Linked DNA regions of Mus musculus: all the other regions are linked to region 1. The links are chromatin contacts, called in public Hi-C, HiChIP or PLAC-seq and promoter capture Hi-C maps. All regions are on one chromosome and are shown on one strand. Each heading gives the region's core, a stretch centred on a gene start, on an enhancer-like site or on the middle of the called end of the contact. The rest is flanking DNA. Distances are from core to core; before and after follow the strand shown. Region 1 holds the start of Pepd (peptidase D). Region 2 holds the start of Wtip (WT1-interacting protein). Region 3 holds the start of Pdcd5 (programmed cell death 5). Region 4 holds the start of Pdcd2l (programmed cell death 2-like). Region 5 holds the start of Garre1 (granule associated Rac and RHOG effector 1).

Evidence for each region. A called contact is a pair of places that touch in the nucleus more often than the background predicts. HiChIP or PLAC-seq counts read pairs in DNA pulled down with a chosen protein or histone mark. Capture Hi-C pulls out chosen DNA fragments and counts their contacts.
Region 2: an H3K4me3 HiChIP or PLAC-seq map of bone marrow-derived macrophages shows a contact between it and region 1, with 7 times the contacts expected there. The contact joins the promoter of Wtip here to the promoter of Pepd in region 1. A contact is called at or near these places in 2 of 115 datasets of contacts at active chromatin or transcription factors (bone marrow-derived macrophages and pancreatic cancer cells).
Region 3: a contact with region 1 is called in an H3K4me3 HiChIP or PLAC-seq map of bone marrow-derived macrophages, with 3 times the contacts expected there. The contact joins the promoter of Pdcd5 here to the promoter of Pepd in region 1. A contact is called at or near these places in 1 of 39 promoter capture datasets (liver), 2 of 484 Hi-C or Micro-C datasets (B cells and myeloid progenitors), 2 of 115 datasets of contacts at active chromatin or transcription factors (bone marrow-derived macrophages and pro-B cells) and 1 of 9 other capture datasets (adipose tissue).
Region 4: a contact with region 1 is called in a promoter capture Hi-C map of liver, with 2.1 times the contacts expected there. The contact joins the promoter of Pdcd2l here to the promoter of Pepd in region 1. A contact is called at or near these places in 1 of 484 Hi-C or Micro-C datasets (CD4 T cells), 1 of 115 datasets of contacts at active chromatin or transcription factors (microglia) and 1 of 9 other capture datasets (liver).
Region 5: a contact with region 1 is called in a Hi-C map of regulatory T cells, with 4 times the contacts expected there. The contact joins the promoter of Garre1 here to the promoter of Pepd in region 1. A contact is called at or near these places in 1 of 484 Hi-C or Micro-C datasets (regulatory T cells) and 1 of 115 datasets of contacts at active chromatin or transcription factors (pancreatic cancer cells).

What each region holds. Positions count from the first base shown.
Region 1 is chr7:34,909,019-34,914,974 of GRCm38.p6, reverse strand. Pepd (peptidase D) reads right to left here and starts at 2,568. Exons shown (of 15, transcript NM_008820.2): 1 at 2,521-2,568. The coding sequence starts at 2,537.
Region 2 is chr7:34,131,019-34,136,974 of GRCm38.p6, reverse strand. Wtip (WT1-interacting protein) reads left to right here and starts at 3,707. Exons shown (of 8, transcript NM_207212.2): 1 at 3,707-4,486. The coding sequence starts at 3,916.
Region 3 is chr7:35,644,331-35,650,286 of GRCm38.p6, reverse strand. Pdcd5 (programmed cell death 5) reads left to right here and starts at 2,805. Exons shown (of 6, transcript NM_019746.4): 1 at 2,805-2,981; 2 at 4,106-4,143; 3 at 5,875-5,936. The coding sequence starts at 2,916.
Region 4 is chr7:34,193,076-34,199,031 of GRCm38.p6, reverse strand. It overlaps Pdcd2l (programmed cell death 2-like), which reads left to right and starts at 2,362. Exons shown (of 7, transcript NM_026549.4): 1 at 2,362-2,496; 2 at 2,594-2,760; 3 at 2,906-2,966; 4 at 5,926-5,956. The coding sequence starts at 2,389.
Region 5 is chr7:34,310,740-34,316,695 of GRCm38.p6, reverse strand. It overlaps Garre1 (granule associated Rac and RHOG effector 1), which reads left to right and starts at 3,149. Exons shown (of 14, transcript NM_172741.3): 1 at 3,149-3,204.

The DNA.
Region 1 (5,956 bases), core at 1,319-3,818:
TGAGTTTGTGATGCTACCTAGGGCTTCTACTGCTCCCCAATTCATATGGGGGTACACTTGAGATTCTCACGAGCCTCCTGCTCCCAGGAATTACTAGGACTCTGTAGGAAACCAACTCAGATTCCTTGGAAGTCCTTGGCTATGAGCTGAGGCTTATTATACCAGACATTCTTAGTCAGACATGATGGTATAAGCCTGTAATCCCATTACCCTGGGGGCTTATGCAGAAGGATCATAAGTTCAAGACCTATATAGTCCCTGTCTGGGGGAAAAAAAAAAGCTGGGAATATAGTTTAGTGGTAGAATACTTGGCTTGGCACGGCAAGTCCTGAGTTACAACCCTGGCACTTCTCAAACAGGGGAGACAACTGACATGCCGATATGTCACATGAATGTAGCAGCAGGGAGCCAAGCTTTCTACAGAACATCCTTCAATCTTGTCCCCTTAAGGCCTTACAGGACCTAACTCAGGCTCAACACTTCTGAGAAGTCTCTTCCCAAGGAGGCCCTGGCCAACTGTGGAAACTCCCATGTCTGTCAGCTTTCTTAATAAGTATGCCTCCTCGAGATCTGTGGCACTTTTCAATTATAAAAGGATCAGTTTGGCTTCAAGAGGCTTCCTTTGAGGATCTGACTAGTTCCTATCCCAGACGGAGAATCTTCCGGAAAGAAGCAAGCCTTGAGCCAGCCTGGAGTCTCAAACCCAAACACAGCTGCTGGACCTGCCTGTGACCACCTGGCCCGCCCAGAAGGACAGATGATACCTCACAGACAGATGCCTGCCCACACTTACTGCTCACTGTGCTTCTTAACGGAGGGGCAAAGGCTGGGTTCACAGTTCTGGTCCTGGCCTCCTGGAGACCTATCAGGACGCTCCAACTTAAGTGTGTCTCAGTGTTCCAAGTTCACCCAAAGATCACCGAGTGCAAAGATCATCCCATGATCCTAAAACGCATGCCTCGTATTGGCACAGACCAAGATCAGAGTTAGATGACAGAGTTAGATGGCACAGAGTTCGATGACAGATCCCACCTGTCCATTAGCTTTCATGGCCCAGTGTTGTTCCTAGAAAACCGCTGGTAGTCACTACATGATTGCTATGTCCCAAGCTCTTCCAACCTTGGAAGCTAACTAAGATGGCACTGTTTCCACTGCCCTCGTTGTATATGGAGAGATGCATTTGCTCCACTAGTTTTTACCATACTCGCCTCAGTTCTGAACTCAGTCTGTGGAGAACTGCACTCTTCTACCCCTACCCTTCCTAACATCCCCTACCACCAGGTCCACACCCTCTTCCGCTGAAACCACAGCTCATGCTATCGGGGGTGGGGGTTGGGGGGGGGGAACTCTTTAAGAAGCCAAGTGGTAAATGAGGAAAATACCTAAAAAAAAAAAAAAAAGCCAAGTAGTAGTGACACACCCCTTTAATCCCAGCACTTGGGAGGCAGAGGCAGGTGGATCTCCAAATTCGAGGCCAGCCTGATCTACAGAGTGACTTCCAGGACAGCCAGGGCTACACAGAGGAACCCTGTCTTCAAACAAAGCAAAGCAAAACATAACAGATCTCAAGCAGGGTGTAGTGCCATCGTGCCTGGATTGTCAGCACTCTGAAGGGCAAAGCAGGAAGAATCTGAGTCCCAAGGCCAGCATGCGCTACATAGTGAGACCCTGTCTAAAATTCTTAAAAAGCAGATTCCAGATGACAATCCTTCTTGCTCCCCCAGGACAAAGTCTGGAGAAGTCACTAGCACCAAACCTACTAGTTCAGGGATGTACCCTACTCTCTCAGTCTTTATCTCTTAACCTTTGATCAGCTGTCCTTCCGTGACACTGAATAGAGCCCATCTGTCCAAACTTCCTCCCAGCCGAACCACTGACCCTTTAATCATACAGAATTATGGCAAGTCTAAGCGGAGCAATACACTGGGCTACTGAGGCCTGCATGGAGCCTGCATCGGAGCTAGTGAGGAGACAACTGACATACAGAAAGTCAGGCAGTATAGAATTGATCAGATAATTAAGGGAAGGTGTCTCAGAGGAGCTGACGTTTGGGCCAGGAAAGAATCAGGAAAGTGCTGGCCTGATTAACGGATATTCCACGGCCACTCCAAATACTACTCACACTTTCCCTCACTTTTGAGGAAGCGCCTGGGAACCTGGCGCCCAGACCAGGCTGGCCACCTCATCGGAGGGGCGTGGCAGTGAACAGATTTGTGAAGCTCCCACTTCGGCCACTTACGGTGAGGCTGCCACACTCGGGACTCCAGGGAAGCCACCCTCCCCCGCCCCACGAGGGCCAGTGGGCAGCCGCAAGCATGCAGGGGCTCTGCAGGTACCACTCGCCCAGCCCGGCTCTCGGTTCCGGTGCCCCAGAGAAGAAGCGCGCAGCCCGCAGCCCGCGGCCACAGAGCAACTCCAGTCAGAGCTCGGAGGCTGTCACCCACTGTTCAGCTAGGAATACCGAGGCAGGCCACCTCTACGCGGGCCGCAGGCAGGGCAAGGGACAAGCTCAGCACTCACCGCACAGTGGACGCCATGTTCACTCGGCGCTAGCGTCACGTGGAGTGCAGCGTCAGCTGAACCAGCTAGGGTTCCTCTGAGGAGGACGGGGCGGGGCCAGGGCGGGATTTTTAATGGGCGTGGTGGCTTCAGTCCCTCCCACTCCAGCTCCGGACTTCACACCCTTAAGTGGAGGAGTCCTGCAGCTGATTAAGCATCTCAGATTCCCACAAGAAACTAGAAGGAACTTGAGCAGCAACCCAGAAGGCTTTCCCTCTTGGGAAGAAGTGTCCTGAGACAGGAGATCAATTGATTCTAGGTTAGCCCCTGACCTTGTGTGTATGTTGCCGCCCACCCGCGAGAAGAACATACAAGAATAAAGAAACCATGGGGATCCACTTCTGTATCATTGGGAATAGAGGCCCCTTGGTCTTGCAAACTTTATATGCCCCAGTACAGGAGAACGCCAGGGCCAAGAAGTGGGAGTGGGTTGGTAGGGGAGCGGGGGGGGGGGGCGCATAGAGGACTCTTGGGATAGCATTTGAAATGTAAATGAAGAAAATATCTAATAAAAATTTTTTAATTTTAAAAAATAAATAAATAAATATTTATTCATATGGTAAAGAAAAAAGAAAAAAGAAACCATGGGGAGGAGGGCCAAAGATGATGGAGAGCTGGGACAACTGGAGTAATAGAAGCCTCCAGCATTCAGGAAAGGGAGTCTGGGGAGAAAGTCTCTGGCTGAGAGATAAGCAAGGCCTTCAGGGTCTTGTATATAAGTTGGAGAGTTAAATCTAATAGGCTCTAGTCCAAACCTCCTCAAGTGCAAGATGGAGGAGCTGAAGAAAGAGAAGCAGGGGCAGGGGCAGAGCAGGGGAGGGGAGGATGAGGTGGGGAATAGCAGAGCTGAGCCCTGGTGATAGAGGAGAGTCCTACAGAGAAATGAGCATCAGAAGGCAGGCACTGCCCTCCTTACTCTCAGCACTTAAAGACACTGGTTCAAGTGCTTTGCAGATGTTAGCACCACTGCTCACAGTGGTCTCACAAAAGCCCCATGAGGAAGGCAGGTGCTGTCTTAGCACCATCTTACAGAGGAGGAGACTAAGGTCCAGAAGGGTAAGCAACATGCCTGACCTCACACAGACTCTTGAGAACTTGGACACACACACACACACAGAGTGCATTAGCTCCATCTTCAGCTAAAGAGTCTCGACTCCCTAATAAGGGACGCCTTTTTAAAAATAGCAGAGGAGGAGCAGGTTTGTAGTAGGAAAGCCTGCCCCCAGCTAATCACAGCCCCACTTCTTTTGACATAAAATATGTCAAAATTAAACCAACTGCCAGCTTAATGCTTATTAATGTGTAAAAGAAGTAATTATCCTAAATATTTACAGAAGAGAGGCAGAGAACACCCAGCCATTGAACGGAGCACTCTTTCTGTAGTGTTAACCGGGAAGCACTACCCACGGCTCCTGCCCACCCAGGCCCATCTGCACAGTGGGCCTCGAGGCAGGGTCTGCTCTGACAGTCGGTTTTTTTCTGTGTCAGACACCTGCTGCCTCTCCCCGCCCCTCCCCATCAGAGGCTCCAGCAGGACCGGCCCCTCCCCCACTCTTGCTCAAGACCCTCTCCAGCAAGCCTGACCACATCCCTCGCTGCTCTCTATCAGACTCCATCATGGCCCTGCCACGTATCACAACTCCGCATCAAAGGCTGAGGCAGAGGATCCTCCTCCCCTGTTCCTGCCCATCAGAGGCGCTGGCAGGGACTCCAGGAGAAGCTGCTCAGGGTGTGGGAGAACCCTTTTTTTTTTTTTTTTTTTTTTTTTTTTTTTTTTTGAGTTACTCATGCAGGGCAGACCCAGACGCTGCTGAGAGCCAGGAGGCAATTGGGGAAAGATTGATTTTAGAGAGTCGGCGTGGGAGTGTGTAAATCAGCTGAGGAAGTGAGCCGGGCAGTGCGCTCATGCCTCACACTGTGCCTCACCTCCAAGGTCACGGGTCCCCTCTGAGACAAGCTCTGGCCTCGTGATGGCCTACAGGTGGCCGAGAGGTACCTGCTTCATTAGCCCAGGTTCCAATGCAATATTACTCTCCAGAAGTCCGCTGTCCTTGCTACCCCTGAAGGAATGCCATCCTAGCCAAGGTCCTCCCTTCTCCCTGTGGCACTGTGTTAGATCACCTTACCCTGTCCTACCCACCCCCACTGCCTAAGTCACCACTCCCCTACAGCTCAGTGGACGTCGCTGACCACTAGGTCTTTGACTCACATTGACTCATGTCAAAATGGGGCATGTGCGGCCACGTAGGGGACAGGAGGATGTATTCCATACTCATTTCTCCCAGGTGGGACAGGAAGGCATGCAACAGACAGGACATGATATATTAGTTACTTTACCTGTCGCTGTGGCCCCAAACCTGACAGGAGTAATTTAAAAGAGGAACAGTTAATTGGGGCCCATGTTCCTAGAGGCTGTGATGGTTCTCTTGAGTTGTCAACTTGACACACCCAGAATTGCTTGGAGAGTCTCAAGGAGGTACTTTAAGTTGAGTTATGCCTCACAGTAAGGGATTATCTGAATTAAGTTTATTGATGTGGGAGCAACCAGTCCACTGTAGGTGGCTCCATCCCCTAGGCAGGTGGTCCTGACCTATATGAGACAGAGAACTGAGCACAGGCAGACGAGCATGTGAGCATGCGTGCATTCATGCCTCTCTGCCCTTGACTGTGAATATGATGTCACTAGCTGTGTGACGTTCTTGCCTTGACTTCCCCAAAGCTGTGGATTGCAACCTAGAAAATCATTAACAGAAATAGGCCCCTTTCTCCACTAAGTTGCTTTCCGCCAGAGTACCCATCAGAGCATCAGAAACAAAACTAGAGCAAGGGGCCATAGTCCATCACAGCAGGAATTGCATGATTCCCAGGATGGCTCCATCTACAGCAGCAGGAGCACAGGGCTGCAGCTCCTAACATATTAGTGGATCAGGAAGCAGAAAGCTCAGGCCAGAGCTTCACCTTCAAACATTTCCCCCTCCCATCCCCCCAAGAGACCTGCTTCTGTGAACTAGGCCACACTCCAAAGGTTCAGCCATCTCCCAAAACAGCACCTTTACCAAGTGGCCAGGCATGTGTCTATAGAGAGCATTTCTCCTTCAAACCACTGCACATACTGAGGTGGCTGTCCTGTCATGGTACTAGAGGGCCATTGTGATAATGGCTGGGCTAACCTTAGCTTCCCTGTTTCTAGGGTCAACGTGGCCTGCAATGTTCTCCAGGGCCACACTATCAGCCCCAGGAAGGCCCTCCATCACATCCCGAACCCTCTTGCCCTCCTTTCCTAGCCCAGTTCATCTGGGCATCCATCTTCCTGCAGAAAAGAGGCAGGGAGCAGCTGAGGGGGCCTTCCCTGGGAAGCCCCCGTCACTGTGTCAGATGAAGTGGTCCCTGCTGGGTG
Region 2 (5,956 bases), core at 2,458-4,957, 780 kb after region 1:
TTTAAGTTAAGAGTGCAGCTGCTCTGGTAGAGGACCTGGGTTTGGTTCCTCGCACCCATGTAGTGGCTCAGGACCTTCTGTAACTCCAGTTCCAGGGGATCTGATACCTTCTGACTGCCACTGCCTCCAGGCACACATGGGGTATATGTGCAGATGAACTCTCATACATAAAAGAAAATATTGTGTCTATGCATGTATGTATGTATGTGTGTGTGTGCGCGTGTGTGTACATGCACATGCCAAGCACTTGTATGGAGGTCAGAGGATAAGTGACCTCTTAGCATTTTAAAGCAGAATTCCAGAGGTTCAGAATTCTCCATTTGGCTGTTTTTAGGGAGGATATATTTAGAGAAGTATTTTTATAGATAGTTTTTATTTTTTTTTTAAACTGGGAATCTGCTTCCTGAATTCTACACATAGATGGAACATTTTCCTCCTGTATTCAACTCAACAGGACAAAACCCCAGCCCAAAGCTTATTTGGGACATTTAGCTGCTGTCACTAAAGACAACAAACATGATCTGAACTTGGTAGTACATGCCTTTAATCCTACACCTGAGAGGCAAAGACAGGTGGATCATCTACACAGTCAGTGTTGGCTACATAGAGAGTTTGAGGCCAGCCTGGGCTGAAAAGAAAGAGGAAGGGAGGGAGGGAGGGAGAGAGAGAGGGAGGGAGGAAAAAAGAAAATCAACCAAGTAGAACTGTAGGCCCCTAGTTCTGTTTAGTTATATTCCGAACACAATTACTGTTCCAAAAAAAAAAAAAAAAAGTGTTGCTAGGAGCCTGGCGGTGGTGGCCCACACCTTCAATCCCAGCACTTGGGAGGCAGAGGCAGGCGAATTTCTGAGTTCGAGGCCAGCCTGGCCTACAGAGTGAGCTCCAGGACAGCCAAGGCTACACAGAGAAACCCTGTCTCGAACAACCAATATATATTTAAAAGCAGTACTTTTAACTGCTGAGCCAGCTCTCCAACCCCATAAAATAACTTCTGTTCTTATGAAGACACATCAAAGGGAGGAGACGGAGAAGACGTAAACTAGTAGAAACTATTTGTAAAAAATGGTATACTGGTAGTGAAAATATGTAACAAACTCTTATAAGTCATTAGAATAAAATAATTACTGTAGGTGTGAGTCACCGTGACGCACTTGGTTTCTGTAAATAATGTGTACACTCTCACACTAGCTCATTTGTGGTACTGAGGGGTCCAACTAGGCTTTCACATCTATCTGTCATATCTATCTATCTATCTATCTATCTATCTATCTATCTATCTATCTATCTATCTATCTGGTGTGACCAGATGATGACTACAACTTTTAGTGGAGGGGTTCTCCTATCTTATGAGTCCCACAGATGGAACTGCGGTCATCAGGTTTGGTGGCAAGTGCCTTTTCCCCAAACCATCTCCCTGACCCCCAGCTCCTTTTATGATTTTTTTTTTTTTTTTGAGATAGAGTCCCACTACATTGATCAGACTGACTTGGAATTTGTTCTGGAGCTCAGGCAAGCCTTGAATGTGTGTTCCTTTTGCTTCAGTCTTCCAGCTGGCCTCCGTTTCTCCAGTGCTAGGACGTGAAGCATGCAGATTCATCAGTAAACAACGGATGCCATTTCATAGAAGTTGCGTCTTCTACTATCCCATATTTGGTCATTTTAGGTTGCTTTACTTTTAGGTTTTCTTATTTCTAGAGAAATGGATTTTAGTTGACCCTGGACACTAATGTATCATTTGAATTCTGAAGGTTCTAACTGTGAAAGCTGGACTGAAACATTTACTTGTTTTTATTGGGAGGTGGTGGCAGTTCTTGCTATGCAGCCCAGGCTGGCTTCAAAAGTGATCCTCCTGCTTCAGCCTCCTGATTATAGCCTGGGACAATCATAACCTAGAATAGATGTTTTGAAAGAAATTTCTGCTTATAATTTTATGGTAGTTCAGTAATCTGTGTGTGCACGTTCACATGTGGATGTGCTTGTATACACACAGTGTGTGTATATGGAAGTCTGAGAAGAACTTTGCAGTCTACTCCTGGTGTGTGTGGGTCCAGGGAATGTAATGTGGGTGGTCAGGCATATCAACCAGCCCTGATTTGTGTGTATGTGGCGGCGGTCAGAAGACAACTTTAAGGACCTGGTTCTCTCCTTCTACTGTGGGTTCTGAGGATTGAACTAAATAAGGCATTAGGTATATGTATACAAGTGGTTTTTACCTTCTGGAGGCTTTTCACTGGCCCCCAACATTTTCACTTTTAAATGGCTGATAAATGTGATCAGTGAAATGGGATCACCGGTCAAATGGTTTCTCCTTTCTCATTGGACCATGAGGTGGCTCTCCTGACTGGACATTTGTTCCTCAAATACTTGCTTCCACACCTTGTGTGCATAAGGCAGAGCTGGAATTCCTTAGGTCCTAGGAGGTGCATGTGTGTGTGGGGAGGTTGGAGGGCGGGTTGGGGGGGATGGGCCAGACACTACAGTTTCCCTTCCATCTGGGAAGCAGGTGTCCCAGCTGGCTCTTTGCACAGTGAAGGCCAGGCTTCTGTGCATCTGGGTAGGTCAGTCTGCTGCCAACAAGCTCCCTTCCCCTGGTACTGGGGCATGTTACCATCCCCCTCTGAGAAAAGGGAGTCTGGAAGTGAAGGGCTTTCCTTTAAAACTGTTTTCCTGATTACTGGGACACAACACATGAGGTTTGGTTTTCTTTCCCATGACAGCTCTTGCAGGGTAAGACAGATTTTTGTTTGTTTGTGGGTTTGGGGTAAGATACAATATGGGAGTCTCACGTTCAGCCTGCTTCCTTCTACCAGGGTAACTAACACGGAGAAAAGGAAACAACTGGATTTTCCAAGGCCTAGTGGATACTGGTTCTAAATTGACAATAATTCTGAGAGTCCCCTCACATCGGAAAAAACAAACAAACAAACAAACAAACAAACAAAAAACCCTTAGACTCATTATGGCTCTCCAATTAAAGTAGGGATGCCAGTTGATAAACAGGCTTGTTTTGCTTGCTTGTACATCATGCACGACGTTCATGCCTAGCAGTGGAAGAGGTGGTCAGATTTCTTCGAACTGGAGTTAAGGAGAGTTGTGAACCATCGTGTGGATGCTGAGAACTGAATTTGGGTCCCCTGCAAGAGCAACAAACTCTCCTAACCTCTGAGCCATGGCTCCAGCCTAAAAGAATTTTGGTGGAAGTCACACTTACAATGGGTCCCGGAACTCATCCCGTGATTCTTTTCTAAGTCCCAGAATGTGTAATTGGGACGGTTATACCTAGACTTTGCTAGAATCCTTACACTGTGTTTTGAAACTGCCAGAATTCCCACGTTGGTGTCACATCCATGTGGCACAAAGCAGGCAGCATCAGGCTGTGTTCCTTTAGCAGAGGGCCAGGGAGGAATATGGGGAGGGAGGATGTGGGCTCGGGGCTCAGCCTGGGGGTGGGGGGGGAATCTGGAATGTGCCCTGAGGCCTCGGGGTGGACCAGAGCCTGGGCCACCGCTGTCCCGCCCGCGTCCTCGCGAAGTCTGCGCACCCCTCGGCCGGGCCGTCGCCGCCCCCCCCCACATTCCAGAGGCCGCTGCGCAGTCTCCTTCCTCACATTCCTGACGGGGCAAAGGAGTCCCTCCGTCCCCCCGCCCCCTGCGCGCGGTCTCGAAGCGGAGGGGGCGCGGCCCCGAGCTGCGCGCGCATTCCTCCGCCGCGCGCCTCCGTTCCTCCCTCCCTCCCCGCCACGGCCCCGCGCGAGAGTGCGGCCCACGCCGAGCGACCGCGACCCGGGCCCCGCCCCGCCCCGCGCCCAGGGGTCCCGGGGCGGGCTGCGGGCCGGCGGACGATGCGGCGGCGCTGCCGGAGCGGCGGCGGCGGGCGGCGGAGGCGGAGGTGACGCGCCGCGGCGGGCCGACGGCCATGCAGCGCTCGCGGACGGCCGCGGACGACGCGGCTCTGCTCCTGGCCGGGCTGGGCCTGCGCGAGTCGGAGCCGACCGCCGGCTCCCCAGGGCGCGTGCGGCGCGGGCCGAGGGCCGTGGACGAGGCGGCGCCAGCGTCGGGCCGCCGAGGCAAGGGTGGCTGCGGCGGCCCCGAGGCCGCGCCCGACGTCCCGAGCCGCCCCGAGCGAGGCCCGCGCGCCAGCCTCGCGGGCTCGGACGGCGGCAGCGCGCGCTCGAGCGGTATCAGCCTGGGCTATGACCAGCGCCACGGCCCCGGCCCCGGGCCGCCGTCGGGGGGCAGCGCGCGCTCCAGCGTGTCCAGCCTGGGTTCCCGTGGCTCAGCGGGCGCCTGTGCAGACCTGCTGCCGCCCGGCGTCGGCCCGGCGCCCGCCCGCTCTCCGGAGCCTGCCCAGTTCCCCTTCCCGTTGCCGTCGCTGCCGCTGCCCCCGGGCCGGGAGGGCGGCCCGAGTGCGGCCGAGCGGCGGCTGGAGGCGCTCACGCGGGAACTGGAGCGCGCGCTCGAGGCGCGCACGGCGCGAGACTACTTTGGTGAGCGTGCGCGGGCCAGGGTCTGGGTCGGGGGTCCCGGGGTTCTGGTAAGGGCTGTTCTCCAGCCACGGATGCGGAGATGCCCGGCGCTTCCTGACTTGAGGCGGGGGTGGGGTGGGGGTGGGTGAGGGGTGGGATCCAGACAAAATCAGGCTGATTGACAGCCTAACCTGTTTTCTGGACACTTAAAAAAATGATTATTTACTTAGAGACAAGGTTTCACTCTGTAGCTTAGACTGGCCTGTCTTCCTGCCCCCGACTCTGAAGTTCTAGGAGTAGAGACATATGGACTCTGCAAAAGATTCAGTTAGGTGTATATTGAAAGTACCTCGGGAGGTCAGAAGGTGTCAGATTCCTGGAACTGGAGTCTGGTTGTGAGCAGTATTGGGAACTGAGTCTTCTCCGTTGAGAAGTTGAGTCTTCTGCAAGAGCACCAAGCTCTTACTGCTGACCCATTCTTAAGCTCCTTTGCTGGGCATTCTTCTTCATCCCTAGTATTGCCCCTAATAAAGTTTGATGAAGAGCAGAACGGAAGCGTCTCCCCTTCCAACTGAGGCATGGATAGGGGCAGAAAGATGGGGTTCCCCGGGTACCCCTGAACCTGTGTGACTGAGACTTCAGTGCTGGTAGAGGCTGTAGGTGGAACTGTGTGAGGCTACAGGACCAAGGCAAGCATTCAAGGCTTCTCTGGGCTAGGTCTTATAAACAGGATATTTCCTACAAGAATACCGAGCTAGGGGGGTAGCTCTGTGATAGAGCACTTGCCTATCACTGCCCTAGGTTTGTTTTCCAGCAAGGCAAAGCAAATAAACAAAACCACAAACCAGCCTTACATCTGGTTACACATAGATAGAAAAAATACAAAGAAAAATACGCGTTCAGACGTCACCCTTTAGCTTGGCATGGTTGGTACAGACCTGTGATGCCAGCACTGGGGGTTCAGGAACAGTAGGATAGTTTAAAGCCAGCCTCGTCTACATGTAGTTCCCAAACAGTCAAGGCTACAAAGTCAGACTGTGCTTCAAAAAGTGGCAACAGAAAATAGACTTTATATCATTAAATACCAAAGAAAGGGACTCTGACTCATAACAGCCCTGGTAAAGAAATCACATGCATTAGCAAGGCCCCAAAGTCTCTGATGGCTTTTCTTGGCACAACAGTTAGGTGAGTCAGGTACAGGGAGTGAAGCTGGCTTGGGGATGTGTATGGTTAGCAAGCCTGGGACAGGGCTGGCTGAGTCTGAGCTGTCTCACATTCAGTAGAGCTAGCAGCTCCACGATGCTTTGAAGTAGATCTTAGGGGAGTAGACCTTAGCAGGTCGTGTGGGTGTTTTCCAGGGTGGAGGAAGAAAGTGAGGGTATGAGAAGGTTGTAGCCCAGGATGGTCAAGGGCATGCACGGGCTAGAGTGGTTTGGCTTTGGAATGAGATGCTTGATCTGATGACGTGAGAAGTCAGGATGGGGAATCTGT
Region 3 (5,956 bases), core at 1,556-4,055, 740 kb before region 1:
CCTCCAGCGAGGATGAACCCCCTAAAGGTTCCATAACCTCCCCAAACTGCACTACCAGTTAGGGACCACGTGTTCAAACACACCCATCAATGGTGCACATTTCTCATTCCAACCACTACAGAAGTAAACAAATGCATCATGTCTGGGAGAATGAAAATTTGGGGGATTCTGGAGGGCTGTTCTCCAGTAAACAGCTGACAGGAGGGAGCCCCAGGGCTGCGACTTTCATGAGCCACAACTGCCCATGGTGGGATGGACTTTTCAAAAAGTCTGCTCTTTGAGTCATTCTTACTCTTAGGAGTAACCCTCACACCCACTCCTGTTGAGAACCTCAGTAAAAACCCTATGGTTCACAAATTTAGATTTTGGTTGGACTCTTATATTGGTCTGTCTTTATGGTTCCCTTTCTGGGCTGATAGACATGTGTATTGTGTCTTCCTAGGGAGCATCTGCCACACAAGACTGTACTTGTGTGTTTGGATATGTGTGCACATGGAGATCAGAGGTTAACAATTGGATGTCTTCCTCAGTCATTCTTCACTGTATTTTTTGAGACAGGGTCTTGAAATGAACCTGAAGAGCGGCACTTTGAACAGACTGTCTGGGTCTGCCTCCCCAGGGTTGGGATGCTAGGCTGTATTCAGATAGGCTTTTGAGGGGAGGAGATATTAATGCAGGTCACCACACTTAGGTGACAGGCACTTTTACTACCTAAACCATTTCCTCAGGTCCAGGTGCTTGTGTTCTGACCTAGTTAATAAACGGTGACATTTACCAAAGTAAGGAGAAGTAGAAGGGACAGCTGATGAAGAAGTCAAGGGTTAACTACGGGTATGTTGAGTTTCAGATGCTATTAGAACTATGGAGAGGTTGACACAGGCATTTGAGAAAGATTAGGAGCTGTAGCTTTGTTGGAGGAGGTGTGGCCTTGGAAGAGGTGTGGCCTTACAGGAGGTGTGGCCTTGGAGGGGTGTGGCCTTGGAGGGGTGTGGCCTTGGAGGAGGTGTGTCACTAGGGCTCTGAATTTTCAAAATAGTAGTTGTCTCAAGACGTGAGATCTTAGCTGCTGTTGCACTGTCATGCCTGCCTGCTCATTACCATACTCCCCACCATGATGGTCACGGACTCTAATTCTCTGGAACTGTGAGCTCCAAATTAAAAGCTTTCTTTTATTAATGGCCTTGGTCATGGTATTGTATCACAGTAGTAGAAAAGCAACTGTCTGGTTTAGGATTTCTATTGCTGTGAAGAGACCCCATGATCACGGCATCTCTTATAAAGGAAGGCATTTGATTGGGGCTGGCTTATAGGTTCTGAAGTTTAGTCCATCATCATCGTGGCAGGGAGCATGGTGTAGTGCAGACAGGCATGGTACAGGAGAGGTCGCTGAGAGTTCTGCATCAATAGGCGAGCAGCAGGGAAAGTAACACTATGGCGTGAGCACACTTGAAACCTCAGAGTCCCAGAAAAACACTTCCTTCCAACCGAGACACACCTACGACAAGGCACACCTCCTAACTGTGCCACTCCCTAAGAGCCTCTGGGGGCCATTTTCTTTCAAACCACCACAGTCCCTAACACAGCAATTCCATCCATAGATACATATTTAAAATAACTGAAGGCAGGATTGCAGGCAGGCATTTGAACACATGCATTGATAGTGGCTTTACTCACACTAAGCAAAAAGTGAACAAGGTTAAACTGATGAATACATCTAATGTGCTTTGTACAGTAAATATGTTCAGCCAGGAAATAATGAAATGGGGGAGGGGAGAGCTTGTTTGGTTGGAGCCAAAGTCTCACTATGTAATGGCAAGCTGGTCTTCAATTCCAGATCCTCCTGCCTCAGACGCCCCTGGATTGGCCGACTTTAAAGGCACACACCCACCAAATCCAATCAAGAATGAAGTTCTGTCTCATGGTACAACATGGATAAAAAACTTGAAGGTGGTATATGATTGGTCAAATATGCCAGCCATAAATAAATAGTGCTTGAATAGGCAATTTTATACAGACAGAACATTGTTTTGTAATGGGAACCAGGGATAATAAATAATTTCTATTTAGTGAGTGGGTGCCAGTTTGTAATGATGAAAAATTTATAGAGAGTAGCCATTGCTCAACAGGGTGGATGTAGGTATATGGGCTAGAGGGATGGCTCAGTGGTTAAAAGTGTGTATTAGTCTTCCAGAGCACCAGAATTCGATTCTCAACCCAATATCAGGTGACTCACAGTTGCTTGGAACTCCAACTCCAGGGGTCCAATGTTTGTCTCCTCAGGCTCACTCATCCCTTACCTCCATATATATATATAATGAAAATGGTTAGATGTATTTGGAAAAATTAAAATACATATACCATAAGCAAGTCACAGGATTGGAGAATTGAGCAGTTTTTTTTTCCACCCACTCCATCCCTTACTGGGACCCTCACTCCAAAATCAGGGTGTGTGTGTGTGTGTGTGTGTGTGTGTGTGTATTGCCATAGTTCACACACACACTCACACACACAGCATCTTCTCAGCAAAGGCCCTTGGGGGTTGGGGTAAAGCAGACAGGGCGTCGACTAAGGAGTTTACACCTTGCAGAACTGCGCCATTGCCAGTCCTAGGAATCATTAGGGTGGGGCGTGTTAACGCGCAGTTCAGAGCCTGGGAACCCACAAGCGCCCTCTTAGAGGTTCTGCCCCTTTTCCCATCGCAGGATCGGTCCTCTGCAAGGCACCCTGGCCGAGGCCCGGCAGCCCCAACTCGGCACTCGACTTTTGATGCCTGAGCATCACTCGCGTCTGCGCAGTCGAAGGCGCCGGGCTCGAGTCTCCGGCCGAAGCGATTCCAACCGAGTGTACCGGAGGGCGGCTGCGGCTGCGCGACCCCCGACGGCCGCTGCGCCTGCGCGACGTGGGACAGCCGCGCCATGGCGGACGAAGAACTTGAGGCGCTGAGGAAGCAGAGGCTGGCCGAGTTGCAGGCCAAGCATGGAGTGAGTGAGCGAGCGGGCGGGCGGGCGAGGTGACGCCCTCGCCCCAGGCACAGGCTCTCGGCGTTTGCTCGTGGGACCCCGGCTTCCGCGTACCCCATGGCAACGTGTGTGTGCCCACGGGGATGGGGGTGTCCCCGGAGGTCACCGCCGCCTCCTCGGCTGCCGTAGGGTCCCGCGTGAGGCTTGTGCGGGTTGGGGTGTGCGCGCCTTCGAGTCACCCCCCACCCCACCCCCCAAGTCTCGGTTTTCGCTGCCGTCGAGCCTCAGGCGATCCTCGCCGGGATTGGGGTGTCCTCGGATTGGGGGGGGTCTTGCCGACCGGAAGCCCGCGCTGTGTAGAGGGGGATCCTCTGAGCTCTGGTGCGGAGGACGCCGCTCTGACAGCGCCTCCCCGGGCGGGAGTCGAACCGCGGACTCCAGAGATGGTGCTCAGCCCCTGCGGTGCCGGCTAGGAGGGAGTAGCGGGTTGTAAACTTGCCTTGGGACAAACGCTAGTGGTGGTGGGTGACCTCAGTGGCAAGCATTTGAGCCTTTGAGCCAGCATCTTTCGTGCCAAGCCAGGGTCTCTTTTTTCCAGTCTTCTCACTGGTTAAAAATAGGGCTCCATGATACCGGGGCCTTTTCAGGAATGTGTGCGTTCTCAAACATTCTTTTAGATTGTGACTTGAGACGCTTGGGAAATGTGGGGCTGGGAGTGGGGGTTAGCCTGGGCCACAGTGCTTACCTAGCATACACAACACCCTCTCTTCCCTGAGTTCCACCCTCAGCCCTTATTTAATAAAACGAACACAACATTGCAAATGGAAACTGACTTATTGATTTTTTTTTTTTTTTTTTTTTTTTTTTTTTGGTGAGGTCCAGTTTCCACCTCGGGAACCTATTATAGCAGAAAGAATATCGAATAAGCCCTTTATTTTTGTTTTCATTTATTTGGTATTTTACTTTATTTTGAATACGGTCTCTGTTTATAGCCCAGGCTGGCCGGTAACTTGAGATTCTTGTGTCTCCTAAGTGCTAACTATGGTGACAAATGTGCCTCACCCCACCTTTCCCTGACCCATGTGTTCTTCTCTCTTCTTTTGAAGTTCCACTCCATTAAAAGGTAAAAATTATTTTTTTTTCAGGATCCTGGTGATGCAGCCCAACAGGAAGCAAAGCAAAGGTAGGGCTGGAACTAGAACTTTCTGGAAGAGTGGTTTCATAGATTGAGCTTTTGGCTTTTATTTAGTAGTTGGAATTGGTCCGTGACTCTTAGTGAATCTCAGAACCTAGTGATTTTCTACTAAGCCTGCTTGAAGGTAATTCCCTTTTTAGTCTGATTCAGTAAATACCCACGGAGTTCCAGTAAGACCTCACTTTGAAGTTCTGCCTAAGCCCAACAGTAAATAACCTCATAGGGATTCTAGACCCAAGGCCTCCCCGTGAGCGGTCCGTGGACACTAACTTACTCTGCTGTTTTACCCCTGCGCGTGGCAGAGCACTTTCACTCAAGTTCAAGCATGCATTTGACGTGACTACTTCACACCCTGCTTTTGCCTCTCCCGTTGTTTGGGGTGTGTTCAGATCTGAGCACTAAGTCCCTTGCTCCCCACTCTCTTTGGCAACCTTCACGGTTAACCCGTTGGAAGTCCACATTCTCAAAGCAGGTTGTTTGGTTTTCCCTCTCTAATCAGGACTCCTCATCTAGGGTCTCTTTTATGCTTTGAGCGCATAAAGCCGGTGGTGGCTCACGCCTCTAACCTCCCTGCTTGGGAAGCAGAGACAGAAGGATCTCAAGTTCAAGGTCTGCCTGGATAGCTTAGCAAGACCCTGTGTTAAAGTGATTATATATATATATGAAAAAAAAAAAAAAAGGCTGGGGCTGTAGCACAGTGGTCGAGCATTTTCTAGCATATGCAGAGCCCTGGGTTCAAGTACTGATAAGGCATAAACAGATTGGTGCGTCTTATGGACCATAGCATCTTAGATTCAGGAACTCTTGAGAAGGTGGCCTAAGGAAATAAATTAAGTCTGGTTCTATGAGCCCTTGATAATAGGCATAACCAGCCCCAGCCGTCCCTTAATTCTGCCAGACCGTATCTGCTACTGTCTTTTGTGTAGTGTGTTCCTCAGAGAGATGTTTTAAGTCTCCTACTTAGAGTAGTGGTACAATCCAGTGGTCCTTCCACTCAGGAGGCTGAGGAAGGAAGTTGAAGAATTTGAGGCCAACCTTGGCTACATAGTGAATTCTGAGCCTGCTTGAGCTCCATAGCTAAATCCTGCCTCCAAAAAGGTTTGAAAGCAGTGTGCCACAGTTCCTACTTGAGTATTCAGGAAGAAGCGATGCTTGCAGAGTTACAATTTCACAGGATCTGGTTCTGCCCCTGCCACAGTGTTTCAGAATCTCCATAAGTCTCTGCGTCCTCCCTAAAGAAAGTCCACTTGTCTGTCTAACTGCCGAGGCTCCACTCAGGCCCGTAGCACGTGTCACACTGGATACTTACTGTTGGTGATGGTTGCTGCCCTGGACTACCACCTCATGAAATAGTGTCCTGCCATTCTCGTAGTTTACATCCACAGCTGGCTCCTGGAAGGCAGAAGCACCTGGCACCATGCAGTCGGAACTAGAGGGGTCTCACGGTGGCTCGCTGGATGGCTCAGGGGGGAGCATTTGCCACCAAGCCTCATGATCTGAGGTCAAGCTTCAGGACCCACATAGTGAAAGGAAAGAACTGACTCCCAAAAATTGTTCTGTGACCTTCAGATGTGCACTGTGGTGTGCCCACCCCAAACTCCAATAAATAAATGAATGAATAAATGTAAAGATTTTTTAAAGAGACATTGAATAAATGTTTTGTGCATTCAGATGCTGACAGCTTAGTTCTAACCTTGTGTGACCTATGTTTCCTTGTAGGGAAGCAGAAATGAGAAACAGTATCTTAGCCCAAGTTCTGGATCAGTCAGCCCGGGCCAGATGTAAGCATCTTCAATTTCTT
Region 4 (5,956 bases), core at 1,113-3,612, 720 kb after region 1:
AAGAGAGACCCATTGGACACGCAGACTTTGTGTGCCCCGGTACAGGGGAACGCCAGGGCCAAAGGGGGGGAGTGGGTGGGTAGGGGAGTGGGGGTGGGTGGGTAAGGGGGACTTTTGGTATAGCATTGGAAATGTAAATGAGCTAAATACCTAATAAAAAATTGAAAAAAAAAAAAAAAAAAAACTACACTCAAGTCACCTGAGTTTCATCTATGAAACCTATATAAAGGTGGATGGGGTGAGCTGATGTCACATGTATTGTGGCAGGCACATACTCAGTAATGGGATGTATATGGTACTTACTTGAGATTAGCCTGGGCTGAGTGAGCAAGTTCCAGACTTGTCTAGCTATACAGTGGAAACGTGTCTCAAGAAAAGGGTGGTAGGTCACAGTAGGGTCTCAGATATAGGTCAGTGGTAGCGCATGCTCAAAGATTGGGTTCAATCTATCATGTGGACACACTTGTGGGGTAAAGTTTCTCCAAGTTTCAAGTGCTTGACTTGTGTCCAGCAGGTGGCACTATTGGTAAGTGGTGGAAAGTAGGTGGGGCTCAGTTGGAGAAAAATGTCTCCCTTGAGAGGGAAAGACATGACTTTGAGAGATTTGCTGCAGACTCTTCTTTCCCTGTATCCTGGCTGCTACCTTTGTGGAAATGACACAAACTAGAAGAGTGCACCGGATTCCATTACAGATGGTTGTAAGCCACCATGTGGTTGCTGGGATTTGAACTCGGGACCTTTGGCAGAGCAGTCAGTGCTTTTAACCACTGAGCCATCTTTCTAGCCCATTTCTAAAATTCTCACACTGCTATGGTTTCTCAAAGTAGTCAAACTCACATGTGCTTTCTGTTTCTGGGATTAAACACTTGTGGAGGAAAGGGTTACTTTGGCTTATAATTTCCGGTCATGATCTATTATTGAGGGAAGTCCTAGAAAGAGCCAATGAGCAACTGCTTGCTGGATTGCTCCCTGGCTCTGTGTGTGTGTGTGTGTGTGTGTGTGTGTGTGTGTGTGTGTGTGTGTGTGTGTTTAGGACACAGGATAACCTCACATGTGATTCCTCTGGTCCAGTCAGTCCTTTTTTTTTAATTTATTTTTTTATAAAGACAGTGTCTCAGTAGCCTGAAAGTTACTGATCAGGTTGGTTGATCCAGTCCCAATTTCAGGGTTTATTTGCTTTTGAGATACTCTCAAGCCAGAGCTGGGTTGAGTTTCACTATTTAGTCCAAACTATAACCAGAGTTCACCCTTACCTGGCAATACATGCTTTTCAAATGTGCTTATTTTTTTTATTTTAGTAAAACTCATCACTAAAATTTTTCTTATTTTGGTTTTTTGAGACAGGGTTTCTCTGTGCAGTCCTGGCTGTCCTGAAACTCACTCTGTAGACCAGGCTGGCCTTGGACTCAGAAATCCACCTGCCTCTGCCTCCCAAGTGCTGGGATTAAAGGCATGAGCCACCACTGCCCGGCTAAACTTTTTATTATTTACTTTAATGTGCACCATGTGTATTCCTGCTGTCCACAGACTCCAGAAAAAAGAATTGGCATTGGTTCCCCTCCTGCCTACCCTCTGCAAACTGGAGTTGTAAGCAGTTGAGTAACCTATGTACATGCTCAACATTTTTATTTTGTTTTGTTTTTCCATACAGGGTTTCTCTGTGTAACAGTCCTGGTTGTCCTGGACTTGTTTTGTAGACTGCTGGCCTCGAACACATAGAGGTTACACAACCCCGCTGTGGCATATGCTCAAATCTTCAGTCTTCATATGTATTTTAAATGTATCTGTCAAAATTAAGGACTTTGGGGGGCTGGAATGATGGCTCAGGAATTAAGAGCTCTTTCAGAGGACCCAGGTTCAATCCCACCACTCACAGGACAGTTCATAATTAACTGAAACTCCAAGAACTGACACCCTCACACAGACCTACATGCAGGCAAAACACCAATGCACATAAAATAAAAAAATAAATGATTATTTTTTAAAATGTAAGGACTTTTTGTTTGTTTTTTTCGAACAGGGTTTCTCTGTATAGCCCTGGCTGTCCTGGAACTCACTCTGTAGACCAGGATGGCCTCGAACTCAGAAATCCACCTGCCTCTGCCTCCCGAGTCCTGGGATTAAAGGCGTGCGCTACCACACCCGGCTTATTTTATTTTATTTTTGTTATGTTTCTTGTTGTCTGCCAATACCGTCATCCTGTTTCCAGTTGTCAACGTCTAGTTAAACCTCTTTGTAGATCCTATCAAGATATCAGAGATAAAACAGGTGGTCTCCGTCCAGGACCCCTTTGGGGCGGAGTCGGGGAGGAGCAGGCGGCGCGCGTGCGCAGATAACACTCTCTGTCGGCCACCGTAGCTCGCGCTGTCACGTGGGAGCCCAGTAGTTATGGCGGCCGTCAGGAAGCCTGTACTGCTGGGACTTCGAGACACGGCGGTGAAGGGCTGCCCCAAAGGGCCCTCCGCCTGGACCTCTAGCAAGCTGGGTGGCGTTCCGGTGAGTGCGGCTGCGATGTCTTGGCGGGGCCGCGTGGAGGGTGTCCGGGCGGGAGCGGCGTGGGTCCCGGGGGTCTGAGCTGCAGCCTGCTCCTCAGGACGCCCTGCCGGCCGTTACCACTCCGGGGCCGCAGTGTGGCCGCTGCGCACAGCCGCTCACGCTCGTCGTGCAGGTGTACTGCCCGCTGGACGGCTCCCCGTTCCATCGGCTTCTGTACGTGTTCGCCTGTGCTCGTCCAGGCTGCGGCAACAGCCAGACGCGCAGGTAGGCGGGGAAGTCCTGTCGTGAAGTCTGGTCCCAGGACGGGGCGGGATGGGGCGGGATGGGGCGGGCCGAGGCGGGCCGGGTGACACTCGGTGGGGCTGGATGTCCAGGGTGGAGCCCTCACTGTGTCTGTCTTGCCTCTAAGCTGGAAGGTGTTCCGTTCCCAGTGCCTGCAAGTGCCAGAGAAAGAGACTTGGAACGCGCAGGTAAAGCGATTCTGATTGGCACACTATGTTTTTCAATAATTTGAGGATCGTTTACAGCAACTTGTCTCCCCTCTCTAGCCCAAGCTGGCCTTTAACTCTCATAAATTTGTTGGCTTAAATCTTCCCTAGTCCTGTGATAACTGCTATGAATCACCACATCCTATTTAAGACAGCTAAAAAGAAGATTTATTTATTTACTGTATGTATGAGTGCTCTATCTGTATGTACACCTGCATGCCAGAAGAGGGCATCAGACTCAGTATAGATGGTTGTGATGAGGTTGTTGGGAATTGAGTTCAGGACCTCTTGAAGAGCGAGCCTTCTCTCAGTCCCTTAAGACAGTTTTTTAAAAGATTGCTTTTGGAGGCTGGAGTGATGTTTCGGTAGCTAAGATTGCTTGTTGCTCTTTCAGAGGACTCAGGATCAAATTTCAGCACTCAGGTGGCAGTTCAAAATTACCTGTAACTCCAGTTCCAGGGGTTCCAATGCTTTCTTCTGGCCTCACTGGCACCAAGCACACTGTGGTGAACAGACATACATGCAGGGAAAACACCCATATACGTGGAATAAAAGTGAATCTAGGCCAAGTGGTGGTAGCACGTGTCTTTAAGCCCAGCACTCGGGAGACAGAAGCAGGTGGATTTCTGAGTTCAAGGCCAGCCTGGTCTACAGAGTGAGCTCCAGGACAGCCAGGGCTACACAGAGAAACCCTGTCAGGAAAACAATTGTTTAAGTGTGTGCTTCACACGTGTGTGTCAGAGCCTTTGAGGCTGGAGTTACAGGTGTTTTGAGAGCTGCTTAATGTAGGTGCTGAGCCATCTCCCTGCCCCTAATACCAAACTTTTAAACATGCTTCTTTGCTGCCGTGGAATGAACTTTAGTCTTTCAGAATCATCAAATGCTATTCCCTCAGTTTTCTGGCTTTTTCTTAAGATTTTACTTTTTTTTTTTTAAGTTTATTTATTATTACAAATAAGTACACTGTAGGTGTCTTCAGATGCCCCTGAAGAGGATGTTGGATCTCATTATGGGTGGCTGTGATCCACCATGTAGTTGCTGGGATTTGAACTCAGGACCTTCTGAAGAGCAGTCATTTCTCTTACCTGCTGAGCCATCTCGCCAGCCCCCAAGATTTTACTTTCCAGTTTACATATATGCATGTGACCATCAGTGCAGGTGTCTGTGGAGATAGTGGATCTCCTGGGCTGCCTGATATGGGTGATGGGAATTGAACCTAGTCCTCTGGAAGAGCAGCCAGTACTCTTAAATACCAAGTCAAGTATAATAGTTTATACGAGAGACATGTAGTTTACTGATTTTCTCATTTGAATAAATATAGGTAAGTGTGTGTGTGTGTGTATATATATATGTGTATATATATATATATTCATGTATGTGCATGGCACACAAGGTTGTGTGAAGTAGAAAAATGCTTTTTTGTTTATTTGTTTTTTGTTTTTTAAGCTAAGACATTTAAATCTTTACTAGCTAAATTGATAGCCTCAGGGGGAAAGTCCAGCAAGGGCTTGTGGGAGCACATCTCGGAACTGACCCATCTGCTAGGCTACCTCCTGCAGGCGGGATACTTAGGTGTGGTTTGATGAGTGCGTGCTCCCCTTGTCACAGAGCCTGGCATGCTGTCTTTGTTTATCTGTGTTTTCAGAGCAGCTCTCTGTCTCTCTTGTATATTTCTGTCCTCCCCCCACCCCCTCTCTGGATCCATACTTCAAGGTAGCCTGGAAATTCATGTCACTGGGGCTGACATCACACTCATGGCCATCATGCTGCCTCAGCCTCTCCAAGGCTGATAGGAGCTACCGTGTCCAGCCTGCTTCATGGCATTGCTCTCCATTACACTCTTGTCTCTTAGGCGGACCTGAGGAGCTAACCACTGAATACGTCTAATCTAACAGCCCAGCTGCTAAGGAGCCTGGGAAATGTAGTCCTTTCCTTTTTTTTTTAGTCCCAATAATACATAAAGTACAACAGAAAGATTGTGGGACAGATGGGTAAAGACACCTGGACCTACATGTGCCACATTGCCCTGGAGCAAAAGAGACAGTGTTTTTTATTTTTTTGGATTTTTGAGACAGGGTTTCTCTGTGTAGCCCTGTCTGTCCTGGAACTCACTCTGTAGACCAGGCTGGCCTCAAACTCAGAAATCCTCTTGCCTCTGCCTCCCGAGTGCTGGGATTAAAGTTGTGTGCCCCCCATAGCCCGGCAAGAGACAGTGTTTTAAGTCACTTCTTACATGGTTGGGATTTTGTCTGGTTTTGGAATTATTTATTTCACTTTACATCTATTAGTGCTTACCTCAATGAATGTATGTGCACCACATGCATAGCCAGTCCATTTGGGGGTCAGAAGGTGCCAGTGGATCCCCTGGAACTGGAGTTACAGATGGTGTGAGTTGCCTGAACCTGGGTCCTCTTAGACCTCTTAAGAATTCTTAAGAAATGCCGGGTGTGGTTGTGTACGCCTTTAATCCCAGCACCCGGGAGGCAGAAGCAGGTGGATTTCTGAGTTCGAGGCCATCCTGGACTACAAAGTGAGTTCCAGGACAGCCAGGGATATACAGAGAAGCCCTGTCTCGAAAAACAAAAACAAACAAACAAACAAACAAAAAACCCAGAAAGAACTCTTAAGAAATCACTGAGCCATTTTTTTTCCCTCCAGATTTGTTGTTTGTGTGCTTGTTTTGAGACAGGGTTTTTACTCTGAGGCCCAAGCTGGCCTGGAACTCACAGAGCTCCATCTGCCTCTGCCTTGCATGTGCTTGGTTTAAATGGATGCAGCACCACACCCAGCCATAACATGTTTTTGAGTGGGTAGGATCCAGGACGTTTAATTGGAGTGTGCCACAGAGCGAGGGGCTGATATGCAGGCTCCCTGGGAAGGTGCATGGATGGGTGGAGAAGCTGAAGTCTGAAGTGTGATTGGCCTGCATTCATTGTTCTAGAATCAGAGCGATAGCCTTGCAGCTGAGAATT
Region 5 (5,956 bases), core at 1,900-4,399, 600 kb after region 1:
CCTCCAACAAGGTCATACCTCCTAATAGTTTCCATGGGTCAAGCATATTCAAAACACCACACGGGGTGTGGCTCAATGATATAAAGTGTGCTGACTATCTGTTTGGCCATGGGTTCCATCCTCAGCACCAAAAACGTAAAATAGCCATTGGGGGTATAGCCCAGTAGCAGAGAGCTTGACGGTGCGTGAGGTCTCCAATAGTTGGGGGAAGAGTAAAAGTTCCAACTGATGTTTATCAAGTGTGCTCCCTGGAGGATTCTGTGTCATGGTCTAATAGCCGCTGGGGCCAACAGCAATAGCTAAGAGAGCCTATGATTAAGAGGTAGCTTTAACCAGGCTGGAGGTACAGGCCTATAATCTCAACTATTTAGGAAGCTGAGGCAGGAGGATCACAAGCTCAAGTACTTACTGGATAACTTAGATGAAAATAGCTCAGTGGTACAGGCTTGCTTAACATGTAGAAGCCCCCAGTACCAATACACATGCACACGCGCGCGCGCGCACACACACACACACACACACACACACACACACACACACACACACACAGAGAGAGAGAGAGAGGCAGACAGACAGACAGTCAGACAGACACACAGAGTGGCCAATCAAAGCCCGTTGCCCTCACCTTTGTGTACGCCAGCAAGATGACAATATCCAGTAAGCAGCTGTCTGCCGTGCTCAGTTTCTGCACAGTCACCCCTCCCCCAAAGAATCCTGGCTTCCCCCTGCCTTACTCAGAAAGCTGGGGTAAGTAAGTCACTGAGGAGGAAGGCTCCATTCTGAAGTGCTGGCCTGCAGCCTGCCCTGGGATCTCAGGGCCCTTGCTGTTTCTCCTGTCTGGTCACCTCTCTGCTTTAGTGCCTTAACAACTTGAGGCATCACCACGCATTTTAGAGACTCTGCTCCAGTCTTTATAGTTATTTATTTTTGGTTTCTTGATACAGGGTCTCATGGCTGGCCTCAAACTGCCACATAGCCTAGGATGATTTTTAATTTTTTAAAATTTATGTATAGGGATGCTCTGCCTGTATGTATATGAATATATACCATGTGTTGCACATGCAGGGCCCTTCGAGGGAAGAAGAAGGGGATATATCCTCTGATGTTGGCATTACAGGCAGCTTTGGCATGCTGGGAATTGAACTCAGGTCCTCTGGAAGAGCATTTAGTGCTCGTAACCACTGAGCCACCTCTTCAGTCCTGTTTGTTTGTTTTTTTGAGACAGGGTTTCTCTGTGTAGCCCTGACTGTCTTAGAACTCACTCTGTATAGAATATGTTTTTATTTTGTTGAATGGATTTATTTTCTTTTATGTGTATGAGTGCTTTACATGCCTGTATGTGTGCCTGGTGCCTGAGGAGGTCAGAAGAGGGTATCAGATCACCTGGAATTGGAGTAATGATGGTTGTGAACCACCAGGTGGGTGCCAGAAGTACCAGTGCTCTTAACCACTGAGCCATTGCCCAGGCCCCAGAACATAGTAAATGTGCTACTTTTTTTTCCCCCCTGTGTATACCACTACTACTACCACCTTTTTTTTTTTTTGGACAGGGTTTCTTCTCTGTATAGCCCTGACTGTCCTGGAACTCACTCTGTAGACCAGGCTGGCCTGAGACAGAGACTCAGACAACCACCGTTTTTTTTTTTTTTTTAGATTTATTTATTTATTTATTATATGTAAGTACACTGTAGGTGTCTTCAGACACTCCAGAAGAGGGCATCAGATCTCATTACGGGTGGTTGTGAGCCACCATGTGGTTGCTGGGATTTGAACTTAGGACCTTTGGAAGAGCAGTCGGGTGCTCTTACCCACTGAGCCATCTCACCAGCCCCACAACCACCCTTTTTTAACTTTTCTTTATTTCTCTGTAATAAATTTGCCTTCATTTCAGTTACTCCTCTAAGTGTTTATGTCTTTCATCTTTATCACTGTGAGAACGTCAACTTTGTAGCCCCTGACCTGGGTGGACCTTTAATGATCACTGAGTCTCTAGCACCCTAGGATCTGGGGCCAAGCACAACCCAGTCCTGAAAGATTTTGTTGTTTTCAAATACTGCATCAAAATCTACATCCATACTTTCCCCTAATGCTGAGGGTGAACCCAATGCCTGTCCTGTGCTAAGTAAGTGCTTTACCACTAAACTGGATTTCAGCCTGATACAACCATTCCTGCCTCCGGGTTTCAGACCTCGAGTCTGGGCAATCCTGACAGCTTCCCAAGTACTGCCAAATAAGCCCTTGTTTAAAACAGGGAGTTTGGAATGTTCTTAGATAAATCCTATCTTCTCTAGTTTTCTGACAATGAAACATTTGATAATTATTCACCTTTTGTGTGTGTGTGGTTTTTTTTTTTTTTTTTTTTTTTGAGACAGGTTCTATGTAGCCTTGGCTAGCCCTGGATTTGCTATGTAGACCAGGCAGGGTTCAAATTCATAGAAATCTGCCTGCTTCTGTCTTCTGAGTGACTGGGACTTAAAGGTATGCACCACCACTCCCAGCCTAAAACATGTGTCTTAACCTCCCAAACTCTCATTGCAAAACCCTGGGGCTGTAATATGTGCCCCTGACAAGTTGAGTAGTACTCTATCTCCGAGCTACGATCTCGGGTCCCTTTCGCCTATTTGTGTTTTGCTGTGTGCTGTCATGTAGTCCTCCTCAGGTTTTGTTTTAAAATTCCTTTTTTTTTTTTTTTTTTTTCCTTTTTCTTTTAGGGATCTTAGCTCTTGATCTAACCCGGAGGGTAATTATCTGGACATCCACTTCCATTGGGTCGGGGTACTCTCTCCTTCTCTCTTCTACTTTCCCCTCCTACCATCTGCCACAAATGGCACTACATCATTACAGTGATTTGTGACAGTAGTATTCTGTTGGCACCGCTCACGAAGCAATCCCTGAGGGTGCTAGTACTATCCCGCTCCTACATCGTCTGTCAGGTGTGATGTCTAGCGATCAATGGTTCTATCATTAATTTCAATGATAAATACGCGAGGACGCAACCGAGCCCCTCAGCAGGGTTCCGACTAGGTCTGGAAACAGGGAGGGAACGCAGAGCTTCGCCGCCGCCCATCCAGCACGAGGGGAGGGTGGGCTCCGGCCGGGGAAACCGCAGCGACCGCCTGGGGCGGGGGCGGGGCCGCCCGCCGACGTCACTTCCGGTGTACACAGCCGGTCCGGGCGGTGCGCCGGAGCCGGGGCGCTTCGCAGGTGAGGTACGGTCGCCAGCGGGCTCGGGTCGGCGGGGACTGGCTAGGGGTAGCGGGCGGCGGGTCGCAAGGGCGACTGGCATCGAGGCGAGCTCGCGGGGTGCCGCTTCCCTCGGCGCCGTCCCTCGCCCGCCTGCTGTGGAGGACGCCGGGCTCGGCGGGCGCTGGCCGGGCGGACGGAAGCCCGGAGGGGCCTCTCGGCGCGCGCCCGGGACGAGACCCTGAGGGGCGCGTTGGCGCTGAAGGACGCGGCTGCCTTGGGCCGCCGCGGGGGATCCGCTCCCGGAAGCTCGGGGCGCCGTGCGCCCGGGGCTGGCGGCCTGTGGGCGACCTGGGTCCACGGGCACAGGCGGGCGCCGCTGCCCTCAGGCCGCCCCGCGGCTCCCCGGCCGGCCGCGCGCCCCTTCCTGGCTCCCTCTGAGCCCGTGGGCGCGGCGGGGGTCAGAGGAGGGCCGAGGCTGGGCTAGGACTGAGGAAGGACCCACACCCGTCGGGCGAGCGCCGGGGTCAGGGGTGTGTCTTCCTGCTCCTCGTGGAGCAGGGGAAAAAGAGCATGCCTGTTTGGCATGATAAGAATTTTGTTTATACTTTAACCAAAATTGCCTGGGAAACGATCAGCCTGGGGAGCCCCCAGTTTGAAAATAGATTGTCCTTGCCCTTCCCCACCCGTTGCCATTATGAAAGCGATTCATTCTTCTGTCCTTGTAAAAAACACTCGCCACTGTATACAAAGTGTCAGGAGGGAAAATGACCACGGCGACTCGGTGACAACCGCTCCTAACATTTTGGTGACATCAGTAAGTGCAGATATATATACTGTCACTCTTAGAGGTTTTGTAGTAGAACATCGAGTACCATAATTTATCCAAACTCTAATGAATATTTGATTGTCCCTGTCACAAGAAAAAACACTTGTGGCAAAAAGGATTTATTTGATTATTGTCTTCGGCTAAATTTACAAATGGGGGTCAAAGGTAACATTCCGTTTTTCTCCTTGTGGATATGCTTGGAAACCTCAAACGCACTGTTGTAGAAAATTACATCTGTGTTTGCTTCTCATAATTGCTTTAACATTTTTAACCTTTTTTAAAAAATTTGTTTATTTACTCATACTTATTTTGAACAGACCCCCACGGTGTAGACCAGATTGGCCTTAAGCTCACAGAGATCTCTCTGCTTCAGTTTCTCAAGTGCTAGAATTAAAGACACAGGCCAAGAGGCCTTGCCTTTGTATTTGTTTTTATTTTTAAGACATATTTCCCAAGTGGCAGTATAGTCATCCAGGTAACCATTGTTGTCTTATTATCTTATTTTAGGCTTAAAGTTCTAAGAATGTATTTGTAAAAGACTACTTGCGAGCTTGATTCGGTGTGCGTTTGGAGGTTTTTATGTGCCTTGAAAATAGTAAGTTTTTCCTTGTAATCTTTAAAAAGATCATTTCTTTTACAAGTTCAGAGAATACTTTCTTTATATTTGATATTTATGTGTGTGATACATATACATATAAGATATACATATTAAACAAGGTTTTATTGCTGTTTTATTTGCTTTCTTGCTGACAAGATCACAGACTCCATATGAAGAGTGCAAGTTTGTTGTGGCAACTTTTCAGTCTGGCATTTGAGATTCTAATCTTCCTCTATTTTTGCACACGAATACGTAGGTTAGCATTGGAGACCAAGATAGAAAAGTTCTCAGATTCCCTTGGCAAGCCTAGATTTTTTTCAATCTAAAATTATCTCTGGATTTTTGGAAGACCGCATGCTTTAAGCATCCTTTAAAAAAAAAAACAAATACAAAATACTTTGCTAAATAATTTTTCTGTTGAGAACTTGAAGCCTACTATAGCAGGAGCTGTGCGTCTCCTAGGTCTTCTGCATTCCAGGGAAGTCACTAGCAGGCTCCAACATCCCATGGGTTTTGTGTGTCCACTCTGTCCCTTTCCTGTGAGACTTTCTCCTCAGTGGAAAAAAATGACCTTCCTAGATGGACAAAGAATGTTGGTTAGAATAAGGAATTGCTTTGTTTGGAGTAAGAAGAACCCATTGCTGGGTTCTCTCAGTATTAATTCAGAAAGAACCTGAAGTGTAGAGTTGTGCTCTAAACGTTTTCTCTACAGATATTGTTCAGTGAGGCCCCCGAGTTGGTTGATCTAGTGGTCACTGCTTGCTTTTTTCTGTTTTCTTTTCACTTTGTGTAGTTGTTTTTCCTCTTTGTCATTCTTTATGATACAACTCAAGACTTTGAGATTCTATTTATTTTTGTTTTTTTGTTTTTTAATAGTTATTAATTTATTTTATGTATTTGAATACACTGTAGCTGTCTTCAAACACACCAGAAGAGGGCATCAGATTCTATTACAGATGGTTGTAAGCTACCATGTGGTTGCTGGGAATTGAACTCAGGACCTTTGGAAGAGCAGTCAATGCTCTTAACCTCTGAACCATCTCTCCAGCCCTTATTTTTATTTTTGTTTTTGTTTTATATGTATGAGAGTGTTTTGTCTGAAGACTGCACCCTGAGCATACAAAGCCACTGAAACCAGAAGAGGGCTTCCGACCCTCTGGGTCTGAAGTTACAGATGTTTGTAAACTATCATGTGGGTGATGAGAAGAAACCCAGGTCCTTTGCAAGAGCAGCTAGTACTCTTGACCTCTGAGCCATCTTTAGGCCTGAACTTACAAGTTTGAGTATGCTAGGTGTGTACTGTACCACTGAGCTACCTCCCCAGATGCTGTGACTTTGTAAATATT